Linked DNA regions of Mus musculus: region 1 is linked to region 2. A link is a contact called in public Micro-C data. All regions are on one chromosome and are shown on one strand. The core of a region is the stretch at or near the end of the contact, and the rest is flanking DNA. Distances in the headings are between cores, read along the strand shown.

Region 1 (3,281 bases), core at 401-2,900, 1.2 Mb after region 2:
AAGGATCAGCGAGACCACGATTCGGATGCAAACAGCAAAAGGCTTTATTGGGAACACGGGTACCCGGGCGACTCAGTCTATCGGATGACTGGCGCGCCGGGTGTGGAGTTTTTATCCTTTTTATAGGGCTAGGGCTGGGGGGCAAAAAGCGCGGGTACAGAAGCGAGAAGCGAGCTGATTGGTTAGTTTAAATAAGGCTTGGGGTATTTCCCGGTCATTTGGGGAACCTGAAACTGAGGTGGGACTTTCCAGAAACTGTTGCTGGTTTCGCTTTATCTGAGTACCATCTGTTCTTGGCCCTGAGCCGGGGCCCAGGTGCTTGACCACAGATATCCTGTTTGGCCCCTGTCCCGGTATTATTCAGCCTTATTCTTTAACTAAACTTCCTTGTAACTTTTGAGAACTCAGCTCTGGTACTTTTTCATGCCTTGCAAAATGGCGTTACTGCAGCTAGCTTGCTAAGCCTTATGGTGGGGTCTTTCAAGGTTATGATGACTACAGCTGCCAGAAATAACAGTCCTTGAGAAAACTCCCCTACCCGCCTCAGTCTGAAAACCACAAACTGCTTAGATCTTGCTGACAGAGTTTTCTGCCAAATTAAAAATGTGCCGCTGCTTTGCTAAGCAATAATAAAATAACTGCATGACCCCCCTTAAAAGAGTATCAAAGAGGTGTACTTTTTACAAATCGGGGTTGACTCTCCCTGCGAGGCTGAGCAACCCTACGCGAGTCGTCGTAATAAAACCTCTTGTCATTACAGTGACCTGTCATCAAGCGGAGTTTCTGGGGGTCGAGTTCTCTACACCTGGGCCTCTGGAGATCCAACACCCTCAGAGAAAGGGGATAGCAAAAGGGGGTGCTCACCCCCTGTATAGCCCTGGCTGTCCTGGAACTCACTTTGTAGACCAGGCTGGCCTTGAACTCAGAAATCCGCCTGCCTCTGCCTCCCGAGGGCTGGGATTAAAGGCGTGCGCCGCCACACCCGGCTTGTTATTTTTATAGATACCGTTTCAGGATGGGTAGAAGTCTACCCTACAAAGAAGGAGACTCCCAATGTCCTGGCAAAGCAGCTTCTGGAGGGCCTCAGACCCAGGTATGTATGGCCTGCCTACTCAGCTTGGGTCTGACAAGCTCTAGCACAGGTGCTGGGGACCAGTTGAAAATTGCATTGTGCATCCAGACTCCAGCATTCGGGGCAAGTAAAGAGGATGAATCAGACCCTGAAGGAGACCTTGACCAAATTAACCCCTGAAACTGGCGCTGACTGAGTGTCTCTCCTTGTCTTATATAGAGCTAGGAACATCCCCTATATTTTAGGTCCCCCTCTTTTTTTTTAGATCCTATATGGGAGACCCCTCCCCTGCTGCCTAACCTCCAGTCTGATATCTTAGCAGAATATGACCAAAATAAGTTTTTTAAATCCTTGGAAGCCCTCCATAGGGTCCAGAAGCAACTCTGGCCTGCCGTGTGCCAGGTTTATGAGTCAGTTCCTCTCCCTAACCCCCACTGCTTTGAACCAGGTGAAACCAGAATCTGTCTGGATTCAGAGACACAACCACAAGACTCTGGAACCTGGCAGGAAAGGGCCTCACACTGCCATCCTGACCACACCTATGGCTGTTAAGGTGGACCGGATCTGGATACACCCCTCTCACCTTAAGTCTGCCAGCTGAGGTCCCCGCGGAGGAGCCTTCCGGGTGAACTACCACACCCTGTCAATCCGATTTGTGAAACTGCGACTCCAACACCCCCGATCCTGCTTGCTTCGCCTCGCCAGTCAGTAGCCCTCCCCCACTTACTATTTGGGTATCCACAGATAGTGCCATGCATTGTATAAAGATGGGGCTGGGATTTGATCTGACCATCTCCTTAGAATATTTTTCAGTGTCTGAGTGCCCATGGCTTGGCTTTGGGTTGTCTGTAACAACCTTGTCATCAAGTGACCAAGCCCTCTCAGTCAGTCAACGGGTTCTCCAGCACAGGAGTGAGGATTGAAAAGAAAGAGACGATTGAACAACGCTGCAGCATGAGCCCTTTTTTTTTTTTTTTTTTGAGACAGGGTTTCTCTGTGTAGCCCTGGCTTTCCTGGAACTCACTTTGTAGACCAGGCTGGCCTTGAACTCAGAAATCGGCCTGCCTCTGCCTCCCGAGTGCTGGGATTAAAGGCGTGTGCCACCACGCCTGGCTCTGCAGTTATTTCTTTGTCATGCTCCAATGTCAGATTCCTACCTGAGCTTACTTCCTTATCATGGCCAATGTCAGATTCTGGTCTGAAACCCATTTCCCTGTCCTTGGCCAATGTCAGATTCCTGCCAAGAGGCACCCCAGAAGGCTTTCTACAGTCAAGTTCACAAAGTGGCTGGCAGGAAGGCTGACCGTGGTGCCAGTTCTTAACTCCTCTTTCCTTGGACTTAACACAGAACGGTTGGTTACCGGACAGGGACTTGTTTCACAGTGGGTAGAGTGGGCAGGAGTCGGGGAAGCAAGCAATCACCTGGGAACCCTGAATCAGTGTGGGGTTGTGACGTCAGCAATGTTTGTAGTTGACTAAAGTCATACACGTAAACCAGGCAGAGGGCTTGTCTAACACGCACACAATCCTGGATTCAAGGCTCAGTATTAAAAAAAAAAAAAAAAGAAAAAAAAAAAAGGATAGAAATCATGACTGAGAGAGTGTTTGAACCAAGGCAATATTTCAGACAATTTCTGGAAACTTCTTCATAAAGGCCTTTAACACTGTAAAGCAATATAGCGCAAATGCCTGTAATACCAGAAGTTGGGAGGCCCAGGAAAGAGGCTCACCGCAAGCTCACTTTGGACTCCACAGCAAGTCCATAATTTTAAAAAACGAAACAAACCAAAAACACCTCTAAGCGAAATTAAGTCAACTGAGGAGCTCTAGGGGCCTTGGGACTCTGTCAACCGTGGATGGCTGGGGGCATCACTTGGGTGTCACGTGTCATTCCTCAGAGCAGATGGCCATCCCTTGGGAAGAGCCCTGGAGTTTGCACAGATGTGTGGCACAGGGGTTGCTTGGCAGTCCCTGGGGGAGCTTTGAGGCAGGCCTCATCCCACGGGAGGTCACGCAGTCCTTTGAGGTAGAGGCTACAGGAAGGGAGGCTTTGGTTCTTACCTTCCTGAAGGAACGAATGAAGTCAAGAGGCAGCATAGACTGTTTACATTTATTTAGCAAAGAAGTGGTTTATTTCAGAAAGCTAAAGATAGCAATGAGATTGGAGGGGGCTGTTGAAGATGGGGAGCGAGCCGAGGGGGTCTCTGCT
Region 2 (2,925 bases), core at 214-2,713:
ACCTCTGCCTAGAACACCAGGTCATTTGTTCCTTCCATAAACAAGCGGGAGCTTCTTGGTGCCATGCCTGGGTGGGAGGTGGGGTATGGGTGGGGCCCAGTGCTAGGTTCCCCCTCCCTTTAAGGATGCCTTCCCTGGGCTGGGCACATAGCCAAGGGGGTTGGGGAGAGCCTGGGGTTAAGGAGCCTGTTTTGTGAGGGGTTGCACCCTTGGAACTGTGCGACACAGGGGTGTAAGAGCTTTGGATGAGTTCCGAGGGACTGGCGTGGGTGGAGCCTGCTAGGGTCTCCCCTCCTGGCCCCAGAGATGGGTTACTCTGGGAGGGCTCCAAGAAGGCTCTGGATGTGTTATATATAGACTTCTCCGAAAGGCTTGGGGCCCTGCCAGCTGTAGCAGGTGCCCCCAGGATTAGCTAGAGGCCCCAGCATGCTGGTGTGTGTGTGTGTGTGTGTGTGTGTGTGTGGTGTCACTTGGAGCCCCGGTTGCAGCCCTGGCTGGTGCAGCATCTCAGACGTTGCTGGGCCTGTCACTAACAAACCCTTTTCTAGACAACTGATGGGCCACCAGGGATGGTTTGATGTGCTTTCTCCTACCCACCTGGGATTGGGACCAGTAGGGTCTCTGGGGGAGGGCAAATCTCCAGTCATGGTCCAGCTACCTGGCTGGGTGACTTGGGGCATCTACTCAGTATCTGTTGTGTTGCTGGAGGCTGGTGCCTTGTGGAGGGTTCAGGATCTGCAGTCAGGATGGAAACTAGTGGAACAGCTGAGACCATGGGTCTGGTCAGCAACAATGCCGTTAACCTGCTGGATTTATAAGGGTGGCATATTCTGGGGATCTTAGGTGGCTGCCTAGCTTTCTGGGGGTGAGCCAGGATGGGGCTGCAATGGGATGCTCCAGCCTGGACGTTATCAGCCCTGCTTACCTGGGCCAGGGGGAGAATGGGGGATAGTAGGCTCTGCTGTGCAAGGTTGGCTAATGAGACTTCTCTCTGGGAGTATTAGGGGCATGCCCTCCCCTGGCTCAGGTCCAGCCTTTCAGGGATCATTCCTCTCCCCAGCACCAACTACTGATTGCAGGGCCAGGCCTCTGTCTGGGAGCCGGGCTTGGGCCAGGGTTCCCAGCAAGGCAAGGCCTCTGGGGATTCTGTGAGCTGGAACTCAAGCCCTGCACCAGAAGGCTCCCAGGGCGGTGCAGCCACTGGGGCAGGTGCGGACTGACATCTGTCTCCATTCTTGGGCGGGAGAGCACAGGGTTCCTGCCTGGGATGCCCTAGGACAGAACCAGGATTCCGTCTGGTCAGTGGAGCCCAGGAGACGATCCTGCTCAGGGGATGCCCTGGAAGACTTCAGGAGAGCTGGGTGGGTGTCAGTTCCCTTGGAGATGAGCCTGTGTAGAGTCGGCTCCCATCTCTTGTGTGACTCGAGTGTGCGTAGGTTCAGTGCCTCAGGTTCTTCAGCTGTAGTCTGGGAGTGGTGGCTCTTAAGGTGAAGTGTGGGCTAGTGCGGCTGAGCACACAGTAGCTGTTCAGTGTGCGCATATGAAGCTGGAGAGCTGGAAGGGTTCCTCCTGGCTTGTGGCCCCTCTGCAGAAGGAGGTCTCCTACCCAGCAGGATGCAGAGGGGATGGCAGGCGGGTCCGCGGTGGTCCTCTCCCTTCCTCCTTCCTCTTCCTCTGCTGGCCGCGCCTTTGTTTGCGTGCTATCTTTAGGCAGCAGGTGCGGGAGCCGCTGTGAGTCGGGTCGCCCGCCGGTCACCGCCCCCCCACGTGACGCCGGGCGCTATAAATAGCTGGGCGGCGGGCGGCGGGCATCCGCCCGGAGCCGGCGCCGCTGCGGAGGGCGCGCACGGGTCCCGGCCCGGCCGGCCGGCGCATGGAGGCGGCCGCACGCCTGCGGGCGCGGGTGAGCCGGGCTGCGGGCGGCGGGGACCCGGCCTCGAGGACGCTCCCGAACCCTAACCCTACTGGGATGGGCCCTGCACGGGATGGCGGCTCCCTGGCGGGCTGGGTGGGAAGTCCCGCTGAGGTCGGGGAGCTGTGTGCCCTCCCCACGCCCCACTACGGGTCCTTGGGGTCCCCAGCCCATCCACGGAGCAGTCTTGCCTGTCTTGACAGCACAGAGTCCTGAACTGTGACCCCTGACTCCTAAGTGTCACACAGGGTCCCATTTAGGTCCCTTCTGAAGCTAGATGCACTCCCACCCCACCACTTGAGGGTGTGGCTTCTGACTACCTCTGTGTCTTTTTTTCCCCCCTGGGGTTCAAGTGTTCCCGATTACTAGACTCGATGTTGAGAAAACCTGGGTGTCTGGACGGCCGGAGCTGGCCAGGGTCCAGAGAAGGTCCTTCCACGCCCCTCTGTCCCATGTCCTCCTCTGGCAAACAGGGACAAAAATGGGTCTTGAAAAACATGCCGGTCTGGGAGCAGCTGAGGGCTTAAGATACTGCTAGAGGAGGCTGGGCGGGGATAGAGAAGGGCCCAGGTCATAGTAGGGTCCTTAAGCACCAGGGGTGGGGAGGGTGTGGTGGCTTGACTGAGTGCCTGTTGAGGCAAGGTGAGCTCAGCTTCTGTTCACACCTAGAGCTGCTGGGATAGGGGTGTAGGTAGCCGGTGGGCCCACAAGCCTTGGCTCAGGCCTGCTAGAATGCAGTAGAGGTAGACCCCCCCACCCCCCCACCTTGTTCTCTGGTCTTCTTAACCCCATAGAAGTGATGTGTCCACCTGGGCATGGTGGCAGATGCCTTAAGTCCTAGCACTCAGGAGGCCCAGCCAGGTGGATCTCTGTGAGTCTGAGGTCAGCCTGGTCTACAAAGTGCGGTCCAGGAGGTAAGACAGGGACAGAGAAACACTGTCTCCAAAGGGGGTGAGCGGAGTGATGTGTCGGCAGAGGGGCTCCTTTTTGGGAGGGCAGCCACCATGTGGTTG

What was found. Hi-C and Micro-C count contacts between places; a contact is called where the count stands out from the background.
Region 1: a contact with region 2 is called in a Micro-C map of the HL-1 cell line, with 2.1 times the contacts expected there. A contact is called at or near these places in 1 of 39 promoter capture datasets (pre-B cells), 1 of 484 Hi-C or Micro-C datasets (the HL-1 cell line) and 1 of 130 datasets of targeted methods (the 230-238 cell line).

Annotation. Positions count from the first base shown.
Region 1 is chr15:74,933,766-74,937,046 of GRCm38.p6, forward strand. It overlaps Gm39556 (a long non-coding RNA gene), which reads left to right. Exons shown (of 5, transcript XR_003951655.1): 4 at 761-1,093; 5 at 1,521-1,677. Among named protein-coding and RNA genes, the nearest start is that of Gm39556, 8.9 kb to the left of the region's middle.
Region 2 is chr15:73,746,563-73,749,487 of GRCm38.p6, forward strand. Ptp4a3 (protein tyrosine phosphatase 4a3) reads left to right here and starts at 1,464. Exons shown (of 6, transcript NM_008975.3): 1 at 1,464-1,903.